Regions from separate parts of the Sus scrofa genome. Here region 2 is linked to region 1. The links are chromatin contacts, called in public Hi-C maps. All regions are on one chromosome and are shown on one strand. Each heading gives the region's core, a stretch centred on a gene start, on an enhancer-like site or on the middle of the called end of the contact. The rest is flanking DNA. Distances are from core to core; before and after follow the strand shown.

Region 1 (6,117 bases), core at 2,561-5,060:
AAAAACCCATCAGCAGTTCATAAAGTACCTTGATAATTACTATGAAGTACTATACATGATTTTCTATTTGGGAGACTGATAGTGCAAATTAAAATTCTTGCTACCCAACATTTTCCCCAGCAATAAATTACTTCTGAATAATAATAATAGTAATAATAATAATAATAATAATGAAACAGTTGTTCTGCTTCCCCCCCCACCCCAACATGCAGACCCTTTTGAAACAAACAGAGGGCTTTAAACCTGTCTTCCTCTCATCTGGGATTTAGTTGATTTTCTCACAGCCAAGTCCTGCTCCAAGTGAAAGCAGAAACTTCTCAATATTTCAATGATTTCATGTTCTCCAAGAGAGAAGGAAAGGGGACCTAGAAGAGCAAGATGGGTCCAGTTCTGTGGAGAAAATGGGACAGAGCATCTTTCCTACTATCTGCCACCCCATCAGTCCATTTGAATCAATAGGGGAAAAAAAATCAGTAGATAGTTAAAAATAAAACGCTCAAAAAATAAATAAAAGGGCAAGTTTTATGAGTGAGGGGAAAAGCTTATTTTGAAATAGTCTGTTCTCAAGATCTTAGATGTAAGAGCAAAAATGGAAAGAGAAAAACCTGTTTAAAACGGTTTTGTTTTCTTAGAATAAAATATTTATTTCGGAGCCCGTAATTTCTGCCTTTTAGTCGGCTCAAAGACTGCGGCTCTCTCTCCCTCAAGACCCCCACCCAACCCTTCAGGCCTGATCCCTGGAAAACCTGGACTTCACCTAAACAAGCACCCACCCACCAAGCCCTTCAGCTGTGTTCCCACCCACTTTTTGGCTAAGGAGAGCAGCCATCGGAGTCTCATTGGAAAAGGGAAAATAAATCAAAGAGGACTTGGATGGGGTATGGGCGAGACTTAGAAGGAAAACGGAATTAAACACACAGAACAATTAGCTTCGCTACCCGAGAATTTCACCTTTTGGTTGGTCTGGTTTTCGATTTTTGACTCAGTTCATGTGTGTAGGGCTGGGGCGGTGATAAGAGTGGTGGTGGTCTTTTTTTTCCTCTGGGGGGGGGAGGGATGAAGCTGCAGAATACGGCTCTCCGAAGTTAAATTTCTAAAGCATTTTTTCCCCCTTGGCTTTTCTGTTTTGTTTTAGTTTGTCTTTATTTGTCTAGTTTTTGGTGGTTGGTAGGTTTTTTGTTTTTGCTTTTTGTACATAGTTCCTTGGTCCCCAGGAGATTTTGATAAGTGTCTCTGGTCAAAAACAGTCCATTTCCCTAACCTTCCCGCGTGTACCCCCCCACCCTCTCCCCCAGAACCATCCTGCTCCTCAAAACCCCTCCTCCTGTCTCCGCTTTCCTTCCCTTCACTCCCCGCTCTCCCAAATGCTCCTCTTCTCCCCCCACCCTTCTCTCCTGTGTCCACACCATGCACCCCAGTCCTCCAGGCTGGGGGAGGATAAGGGCAGGGTGAGCAGAGAGGAGGTGGAGAACACTCAAGAAGGGACTCCCCAAATGCAAGCAGGATAACAACGGACACTCTGAATTCGAGGAGGAGAAGCAGGCCCGAGGAAAGCTCCCCGAAATGCCCCTCCACCTCCCCGTTCCGCCCCGCCCGGTACCTCCCATCCCCCTCAGTAAGTGGCGGAGAATTTCATCCGCTTCTGCTTCTGTCTCTGGTTGCAAAACCACACCCGCACCACGTTCTTTTTGAGGTCCAGTTTCTCGGCGATGGCGGCGATCTTCTCGGACGAGGGCCGGGGCTGTACCGCGAAGTAGGCCTCGAGGGAGCGCTTCTCCGGCGCGGCGATGGAAGTCCGCTTGCGCTTCTTCTCGCCGCCGTTGAAGAGCTCGGGCTTGTTCATTTTCTCGCGCTGCGCGCCCTCGGCCTCCTCCAGCCACGCCTGCAGGATGGGCTTGAGCGCGATCATGTTGTTGTGTGAGAGCGTGAGCGACTCGAACCTGCAGATGGTGCTCTGGCTGAGCGAGCCCACGCCCGGGATCTTGAGGTTGGCCAGCGCCGAGCCCACGTCGGCCTGCGTCACGCCCAGCTTGATGCGCCGCTGCTTGAAGCGCTCGGCGAACGCCTCGAGCTCGCGCGGGTCCGTGTCCGAGTCGCAGATGGACGCCAGGCCCGCCGCGCCCACCACGGCCGCCGCTGCCGACGCCGCCGCCACCTGCCCCGCCGCCGCTGCCGCCGCCGCCGCCGCCGCGCCGTGGTGCGCCGCCGCCGCCACCAGCCCGGGGTGCGGCAGCCCCGACGGCATGTTCATGGCGGCCGCCGCCGCCGGGTGCGACAGGTGGCCCAGGCCGTGCATGTGCGGGTGCGGATGCGCCGAGCCGCCCAGCAGCCCGCCGCCCGGACCCCCACCGCCTCCCCCAGGGCCGCCGCCGCCGCCACCGCCCCCGGGGCCGCCGCCGCCTGGGCCGCCGCCGCCCCCCGGGCCGCCGCCGCCCCCCGGGCCGTCGTGGGCGCTGCCGCCGCCGCCCGCCGCGCCCGCGCCGCCCGCTCCGGCCATGAGCGCGAGCGAGGGCGACGAGATGTGGTCCAGCAGGTCACCAGGCTCGAGCGCCTGGTGGTGATGGTGGTGGTGGTGGTGGTGCGCCAGCGGCACGGTGGACGTGGACGTGCATGGCACGCTGTTCATCGTGTGGTACGTGGCGTCCGGCTTGAACGGGTGGCTCTTGCCTTGGGACACGGCGATATCCACGGCCGCTAGCGCCTCTGCCCGCGCCAGCAGCGTTTCGTCTAGGCTGGCGAAGAGGTTGCTCTGCAGCTGCAGGCGACACAAACCAAACCAAAAAAAACCACAAAACCAAAAAAGCAAAAACACAAAACAAAACCACACACGAGTGGGAGAGCACAACAGGCAAAAGGCAAACACAAAACAACCAAAATAACAACAGGGGTGGGGATAGTGGCGACCGGGAAAGACAGAATAGGGACACATTGGGGATGAGACAGGGGGGTCAGATGAGAAAGGACGGGAGTGTGGGGAGAGGGGAAGATGCAGAGGAGAATGGCACACAGGAACACATTCGGGGGACAGGCGTGGGAGACGAAAAAGGAGGGGGAAAGAAGAAGAAATGGAGATGTAACTCGCAGCTGGGGACCCGTGTCACGCACCCGAACACGCACAGAGACCGCCTTTCCAAGGCATGAAATTATCAGAGAAAGTGGAGGGAAGTCGAGAGTCATGGCCCCAGCGCTCCCCACTCCGATCGCCGGCGCCAGACACCGAGGCAGAGGCGACGGAAACAGGACACTAAGCGCCACTGTACAAAGCGTGCTTCGCAGCGGGATTCTTCTAAAAATCCCTTCCCGCACCGGGACCTGGGCACACATCAGCACCCGACATGCAGCGTCTCTGAGACTGGGAGGGGCCGGGCGCGCGGGCCAGGTCCGCGGGCGTGGGGCGCTTACCGGCGGCGTGGGCAGGCAGGCCCGCCGGATGGCCTCGGAGCTGGAGTGCAGCGACGGGTACTTGTGCTCAGGGAGGGTAGGATGCATGGCAAAGTGAGGCTGCTTGCTGTTCATGGACATCATCTTGATGGCTTGGCATGTAAATCCACAAACACTCCGAAAGTCCGCGGGAAAGTGCGCACGCTGGCTCCCCCGGCCTCCCTTCGGAGGCTGCAGCCGTAGCGGCTAGCGGCGCGGAGCCGGTGGACGCGCCGGGGGCCGCTGCTGCTTCTGCCGCCGCCGCTGCCGCCCGGCGCTCCCTCTGACCGCGCAGACCGCCGCTCACCGGCCACGCGATCCCACTTCTCCGAGAGCTCTAGCCCCGTGCGCCGACGGGATGCACTCCTCTTACACCTGAGCCCCACTTCTCGCGGCCGGTCCGGGGAGCTCTCGCGAGAGCTCGCGGGCCCGCCGCGCTGACAGGCATCAGCTGTCTCCGTCTGTCTGACGCGCGCTCTCCCTTTCCGCGGCGCCGTGCGTCTGCGCGCGCGCGCGCTCGCCGGCCGCGACCGGCGCGTGGGAGCCGCTCTTATAGTGACCACCAGCAAGGACAGCGCAGGTGATGCACCTGTAGCTACCCGGACATGCGCACTGCACGCCTCACCTTTCCCACCTCGGGTCTGGAAGATCAAAAGGGCCAGCTATTGTCTGAGGGTAGGCACCTTTTTGGGGGGGAGAAAGACAAGATAGAAGCTTGCTAGCCTCTGGGCGGTTTCCCTCCCTCCTACGCCGCCCCCCACCCCGCGCCGCAACTCGAATTGCAAGCCCTGAATATATGCGCATTACTTAGGCACACCTCCTCTCCGGGACGTCTAACAAGCTGTTATATAATGTATACAGCTGGGCATTTGTATGTTAAATTATGCCCGTGCATTCCTCTGTATACGGTATAAATAACACAGAATGCAGAAGATGCTGTCTTTTGCTGCAAGAACCTTTTTCTTTCATGGTTTATAAATAGGTTCCTGGAGAATAATCGCGGTGACAGACATTTGTTTGAAGCAGTCAGATGCTATTGATTTCCATATAATTTAATTTCCTCCGCATACTTTGTTGTTGTTGTTGTGAATATAACTGTGTCAGGGACGACAGTGACAGCCACTTAGGAGCCACACGGAGCGAGTGCTTTCTACCAAGGAATGGCTGTTGAAATGAAATTGTGCATTTCTCTTATTGTTTGTCTCCTTTAACCGTGTACAAACCCACATTTCAAACGCGCTCCGGGTGATCTGAGGCTTCTTGTAATCAAAAGGAAAAATAGTTAACAGGGTGTAGTTGGGATCCTTATCTCTCTTCAGCGTATACACACACACACACACACACACACACACACACACACACACACACACACACACACACTATGCTGGAAACCCCAGGAAAAGGAAATAGCTTCAGAGAAAAGGGAATAAGATGTTGAAGAGAACTTTGCTTTCCCTTCTATCGTTTTGACTTTTTGTCTCTGTCTCTCTCTCTGTGTGGATGTGTATACATACATAGATGAGACAGAATCAACCGGTTTATAGGAAAGTGTGATTAAAATATTAATTCAAACCATTTTGAAAGAACTGGGGCCAAGCTCTGGTCCAGCCTTTATTTTTTATTATTGTGAAATCAAAACCTAAGAAGAATAAATCAATTAGCCAACCTGCTATATGGCCTTTATGTGGCAGGCAGATCAAGGGCCTCCCGAGGGAACGTGCTCGAGTCCCCAGGGACTCAGCGCTTGCCCGGGGTGATAATAATAGCCCAGATGTTATCACATCTGCGGCGAGAGATCTGGAGAGCCGCAAGGGGCTGCTTATGGGAGGCGGAGATCAGATAAATAATCTTTCTGGGCTCTTCCACACCAAGGAGGTCTGTATTTCCACCAAAGATTAGATCTCTTTTCTATAAAGCTAAATTTGCTTTCGCGTGTAAGACACATTTGGATAAACGCGTGCCTATTTAGCATACACACTACTCAAAATCCAAGACCAGCCCCCAGGCGTCACCCAGGCTTCTTCTTTCTTTTCTTTTCTCTCTACCTTTCCACCCAGCCTCCCACCCCCTTGCAGAGAGGGGAGAGAAAAGGACGTTCACTTGCTGGTGTGAGAAGGAGCCTCGTTTCCATCCATTACGCGGTCCCCTGGGAGTGCTAAATGCAACATTATCTCTACGGGGAATGGACGGTGAGCAGGACATCGCTGGAGGGAGCGAGTGAGTCCTACGGTAGTCGTCGCACCGGGTGTCCAGGCTTAACTTAATCCTTCCCGACACCCATCGCGGCGCTTCCCCAAGATCTTCGGGGGGGGGGGGTTGGTGGGAGGGGCGGGGAAGAAGGGCCCCTCAGAGGACCCGCGCTTAGATTCTGTCCCCCCGTTCCCCCAGGCAAAAACTGGCTTTTAGGGACCCCAAAGAGTGCAAGGGAAACACAAACACAAATAGCTCAGGTTTGAGGCCATGGACCCGGAGAAAGCGAGGCAAGCCCCAAAGCTCTCGAAGCTCAACTCAGTTTACCCTCCGACGCTGAGAAGTCACCAATAAATACCTAGCAGGGAAGTCCTTGGCCTGAGATCAAGAGTTCACCATCTCGCTGAGACGCCCCTCCTACTTCACTTCTTTTAGGGACCGGAGACCCTGCCCACCTTAACCAGGTGCCAAGCCTTTGCAAGGGGCAGGGGGCTTTTCCCCCAGGGC
Region 2 (6,117 bases), core at 2,460-4,959, 54 kb after region 1:
CACCCCATACTGGATTTGTAAGTGAGGAATTACCTGGATATGATTTATTAAAGTTAAACAGCTTTGGAAGTCTAGTTGCTTGGCACTTCTCTTGAGAACCTCCTCTGTCCTTTGATTGTGGGCCCTCACTAACATTTGCCTCTCACTCACAGCAAAATGCAGTCTGTCAATAAAAGTATCACATTCAACAACATGTTTCACAGCTTGAATTCTAATTGAAGAGATAAAACCCTGGAATTACCTAGAGATAATGCTGGTCTACAGCATTCCTTTTTTTTTTTTTTTTTTGTCTTTTTGCCAATTCTTGGGCGGCTTCCATGGCATATGGAGGTTCCCAGGCCAGGGGTTGAATCGGAGCCGTAGCTGCCAGCCTACACCATAGCCACAGCAACACGGGATCCGATCCGAGTCTGCGGCCTACACCACAGCTCACGACAACACCAGATCCTTAACCCACTGAGCGAGGCCAGGGATCAAACCCGCAACCTCATGGTTCCTAGTCGGATTCATTAACCACTGCGCCACGACGGGAACTCCTCTACAGCATTCTTAGCAGAACCAAAATGTCACCTAACCTGGGCTAGATTATTTCTATATTTCTGCTTGCTGGCCTATTAGCCCAAGACATAGAAAAAATTAAAAATTAGGCAGGAAATTTTTATATATAAATCATCTCACAGGATGCACCTAACTACTTCAGGCCACACAGAGTTCTTACTTAAGATACTGTCAAGGTTGCTAAGCATTGTTGGGCAGAGAGAATCCACTTTTAAGACTGAGCTAGAGTCAGAGGTAGTAAATGCAAAATGTCTGAACTTTCCCTTTCTAAGTATATTTGTATTCAAAAGACAAAGCATTGGCCATGTACGCACTTAGGCTATCTCCACTAATACTTTCCCCTCCACTCTTCCCCAACCTTATTTCAATCAGCATCTATCTTATCTCTTCAGATTTAAGGTCTCCCTTACCCCTATCTTCTTTAAGTAACATGCACCCCCCCCCATTTTTTTTTCCACAGTAACTCTCCAGGGATAATGGCCTCTAATTCTGCTGAAAAATCAAAAAATGAAGTTTGCTAATCTGTATGGGACAAATGGTGAAGGCCGCACAAGAATGACTCTCTAGAAGAGGGCTAGCCAGGTAGGACCTAAAGGCAGATCACAGAGGTGGCCCGAGATACTGTATGTCAGGGAGATGGAAGCGACCCTGGGAATGTGGCACTACTCCAGGCCATGCCCTCTCCAGTACCCGCCAAATACCGATGTGGGGGAGTGTGAGTAGCACAAGCAGATCAGATCGGCTTTAACTATACAAAAGGCAACGGTGACGAGGAGTCAGCTAAAACCTCTGCGGCAATTTCCGGAACAAAAAGGTCCCACTCTGTTGGGAATGTAAATCTTTACGGAGTTAGCTCACTGGCCTCACGAAGCAACTGCGAAGAACAGTTACTAGAAAAGGCTGGTTTCCTCATTTTGAGCCTCAGTGCCCACGGTAATGGTTAATGCTTATCAAACATGAAGCGCCAAACTTCACGGTAAGCACTGCATATGCATTACTTCACCCAACCCGCCCAAGCACAAGGATGAACATTAATACTGTTACCATTCCCATTGCACAGATAAGGAACCTACTCTGAGGGTGGTTAGGTAACTTGTGTAAGGTCATCCATCTAGTATCTGGAAGACCTGGATTAGAACTCATGTGGTCTGAACACAGTACTCAGGCCCCCAACCATCATGCCTTTCTGCCTCCATTGTAGACAGAAAAAAATGCCTATTTACGAATCATTAGTCTTTTATCATCAAATTTAATTCTAGAATACAGCTAACCATGGCGGGACACACACACACACACCCCAAAAGTGTGTGCTGTTACGCAGGAGCTCAAGTGAGTTTAGGAAATATAACCTACTAAAGACACAAATGGTAACAGCAGCGGTTCAAATGCTCGAGATGCTAAGCCTTTGTTTTCTTATTTAAAAAGTGGGGAAACCAGCCCTACATATCTCACAGCACTGGTGAGATCAGTAGATGAAATAATTAAATGCATACAAAAGTATTCTGTAATTTGAAAATCATTATATTCTATTTGCTATCATTGTTGTTAAACATAATAGGTGGGGAAAATCAGGCAGGCAGAACACAATTTCAACACAATTGCGAGAGACAGCCTATTAACTTATGGAGACTAGGTATCATGTGTACAACTAAGACCAAGTGAAAATTATCTCCTAAGGATATTTTATCAGCCTTTCAGGCTACTGTTGGGAGCACCCTGACTCAGAATTTAAGGCACACTTGTGGGAACTTCAAGTCAGGAGCCAAATGCAGACCTTGGCAAACAGAAACATCTCCTCCTCCCAGCTATGTATATAGGAAGTGGTAGCAAGCGCTGGCTCAAAACCACCCTCCACAGGCCATCCCTGATCTTGCCAGTCCGACTTGATCAAGCCACGTCTATATTTCCCACAGCACCTTTGCTATTTCCTTGACATTTCATTCTGATGGACATCAAGAGTTATCAGTTTCTACCAAGCCTGACTTCCTAGGACTTCTTGAACTGCACGAAATTCACACAGACTTAAGGCAGACAATCGTACTGGCTGACACGCAAACGTCTGCTCAATGAAGTTTGTATTTCTCAATTCTAAGCTGCAGCTGTAGTTTCGGGGGGGGGGGGGAGGTAAACACACATGCAACCACAAATATAAAGACCACTCAGAGTGGGGGAAAAACTGGAGGAAAAAAAAACATCTCCCTTCTTGACCTACGCAGTCAAATAAATAAGTACTAAAAATAAAAAATAAAAAGCTCCTTTTAAAAGTCGAATGGGAGTCACAAACGGAAATGAAAAAGGAGACAAATGCATTAGAACCTTCAGCACTCCGTTTCTAATTTGGAACTACTTTCTCCACCTGATTTCACAAACACCTTAGACACCTTTTGCATTACAGAGAGGGTATTCCAGGTTGTGATTCCGTTGCCGGAATTAAAGACGACACCTCTCATTCTAAACGTCATTCACGGGCACGTTCTATATACTTTTCAAATTTTGAACCCAGAGCAAAGGCCACCCTCAAGGCCGGGTTAAGGCATGGAAATGATGTCGGAAATGGGCAAGACTCCCCAGCCAGTACTGGAGGCCCAAGAACAAAACACTCTAGTGTGTGCAGGGGACGAAGGAACCTTAGCGAGGCTCCCAGGAAACGTGCTTTCATGCTTCTGATGGGACTGCACACGGGCGTAAACTGTTCCGATTCCTTTCGGACCAGGCCTCCTTCGACGCCGGAATGGCCCGAGTGAGGCCGCCCTCCCTCCACACCCCAGGCCGCTGTCATCCTCCTCCGAAAGGCTCGCAGACGACCGCACGAATCACTGCGCGCTCCCTCCGTCCCCCAGGACGCGGCCTCCCCGGCCTGAGGAGAACGCGGCTCGGCGTCCTCACCCAGCCAGGCGCCTCGCGCCCTGTCCCCGCTACACGGAGACGGCCCTTGGGTCTGGCGGGCTGCTGCACGTCCGACCCCGATTCGTAGCCGTGTCCCAAATCACCCATTACCTTCCCCAAGCAAATGTGGCACGTGATGGGCAGAGTGAGCGACAATGTAACGTTCTGCACGGTCTGAGCCATGGCAGCGTTCAGAATCCCGCCAACACGGAAGTCCCGCCGACCGCGGCTTCTCGCCGCGACAGAGGCCGCGCGAGGCCGGCTACGGCGGCCCAGCAGGGCCACGGCGCGCCGGCGGAGAAAACGAAAACGCGCTTCGCCAATGCGCGGCCGCCGAGGCTTATTTCTCCCTTCTTTCCTTTCCTTTGCAATTTGAAGAAAACCTTTTCCCGGTTCTGGAACTGCAGGAGTCCTGCGAATGGGAGGGAAAGTAGCTTACTAGGGACATCGAGGATCTTGAAAGTTTAACTGAAAAAATAACAGTGGAGAGAGGAGGGGAAGATGCGAAAGAGGATTTTAAATTTCCCGAATCTTTTTCGGAGGATGGGGCGGGGAAGAATTTTCCGCCTGAAGTTTAAACCCGACACAGTTTGCAAGCACGCGGTGCAGTCAAAAAGGGAAGAGGAAAGACGTTATCGCTGCATTTTATGTTTTCCAAAATATCTGCCGCTCTCAACTCTCCACATTCTCAAGTGATGTGATGTCACTTAAAAACAAGAAATAGTGGTTGCCTCTTAAGTTGTTGCAGAGACTAATGTTTCGGCTACATTTAATCGCAGCTCTCCCTGAAGACACGTTTTCACTGTGGTTCCTTCTGTGGTTTCTAAGAGGCTTAAGGACCGGGGGCGTGGACTCTGATTTACACCCACTTGTGAGAAAGCTGCAAACAGTGCGAGCCATCCTTACTCTCCCAATAGTGCTTGCTCAAGCGTTTAAAGCCTTCGTTTCATGCGCCAGGTTGGATATGAAATGTACCACTATGCTATTGAACTCCGGAGAAGAATGTGTGAGGTTTTAAGTTAGTACTTCCTACCAATGAAAAAGAAAAACTCTTAAAAGTTCCTAGGTGAATCTTAAGTATCACATTTGGAATTTAACTGTACTTTATACTTTAAAGGGAGGAAGAGCCATTGTGATCAGTTTATGCAAACATACAATCTGTGAATAGGGAGATTCAAAAACAAAACCAATGAAACTGCTTTTACTAATCGTGAGGCAGGGAGGGGGGTGGGGGGCGGCAGTAGAATTGCAAGCAACAGTCTGGTGGTTAAAAGAAAGTGGTTCTGGACCTGGGCTGTGAGAGTAGAAATCCCTGCCTGAACAACTTTCTAGCTCTACTGGCTATAGATTATTTGTTAACCTCTCTGCTTCCTAACTTTTGATAAAGAGTGTGTGTGTATTGAATGAGGTCAGTGTATGTTTACTATCACAGTTACAAAGGGAACAGACAATAATGAGATTGGAGCAGCTAGTAATTCACTTGAAGTAGCCCAGCTGCAGGTCAAAATCAGCTCACAGGTGACAGTGAGAATTCTTCCAAACAGCTCCCTAACTTAATTTCCTAGGAATCGGAGACCATCACGTGCTTGGAATTGGAGATCTGGGCAAAACAGTCTTATTGATTGTCTGTTTAATGGACACTTTTCAGAAAGCCTGGCCTCAAAGTCATCTGGTTTGGCTATTTCCTGGCTGTTGGGAGTCATTTTAAATGGGGTCTAGGCTTCACATGTTTTGCTATTGCTAATGCGTAGTTCACATTCCTGGTTGTAGATCTCAGGCTTCAGAATGGGAAAGCTCCATGTCATTACCCGCTGTCATTCAAGATTTGCCATTTCCCCACCTTACTGTGTTCTTCCCTATTCTCACCTTGCTTAAACCTAAGGTAGAATTTTAGGACCTGTCATTCCCACCCTCCGAGTGGGCTATAGGATCAAGCATGTTCCCTTCACACTGATCCCTGGAAACAGTGCAGTTGGAAGACATATTAAATACAATTTTTTAGTTTTTATTTTATTTATTTATTTATTTATTTTGGCCACAGCCACAGCATGCAGAAGTTCCTGGGGCCAGGGATCAAACCCTAGCCATAGCAGTGACAATGCAAGGTCCTTAACCCACTGAGCCACCAGGAAACTCCAACATTTTTTTAAAAAGATTTTTCCAAAGCTACTAGGGGAAGTTCATTTCTTGTTAATTATCCTAATGCTTGATGTTAATACTCAGTCACAAAAATATATTTAACAAATCGTAGGAGTTCCCATTGTGGTTCAGCAGAAATGAATCCGACCAGTATCCATGAGGATGTGGGTTTGATCCCCGACCTTGCTCAGTGGTTAAGCACCAGTGTTACCGTGAGCTGTGGTGTAGGTTGCAGATGTGGCTCAGACCCCATATTGCTGTGGCTGTGATGCAGGCCAGTAGCTGCAGCTCTGATTTGACCCTGAGCCTGGGGACTTCCATATGCCTCATATGCAGCCCTAAAAAGCAAGCAAATAAATAATCTAACCTACATTTTAAGTGGAATGTTAAATTCTAGACTATTTCTAACATCCCTTCCCACATTTGCTCTCATTGTCACAGCTTCTCAGTGCTGTTTTAGTGCTCTGTCCATATAGCTATTTCTGTGCTAAGCTAATCACATTTTTTTATAGTTGGTTGTTTATGTCTTTGCTC

The links. Hi-C and Micro-C count contacts between places; a contact is called where the count stands out from the background.
Region 2: a Hi-C map of skeletal muscle shows a contact between it and region 1, with 1.6 times the contacts expected there. The contact joins the promoter of RNF219 here to the promoter of POU4F1 in region 1. A contact is called at or near these places in 4 of 47 Hi-C or Micro-C datasets (embryonic fibroblasts, epiblast stem cells, fibroblasts and 1 more).

Annotation. Positions count from the first base shown.
Region 1 is chr11:50,728,816-50,734,932 of Sscrofa11.1, forward strand. It overlaps POU4F1 (POU domain, class 4, transcription factor 1), which reads right to left and starts at 3,811. Exons shown (of 2, transcript XM_021065767.1): 1 at 3,403-3,811; 2 at 931-2,755. The coding sequence starts at 3,525. The coding sequence ends at 1,613.
Region 2 is chr11:50,783,115-50,789,231 of Sscrofa11.1, forward strand. It overlaps RNF219 (RING finger protein 219), which reads right to left and starts at 3,710. Exons shown (of 6, transcript XM_003131038.5): 1 at 3,556-3,710. The coding sequence starts at 3,627.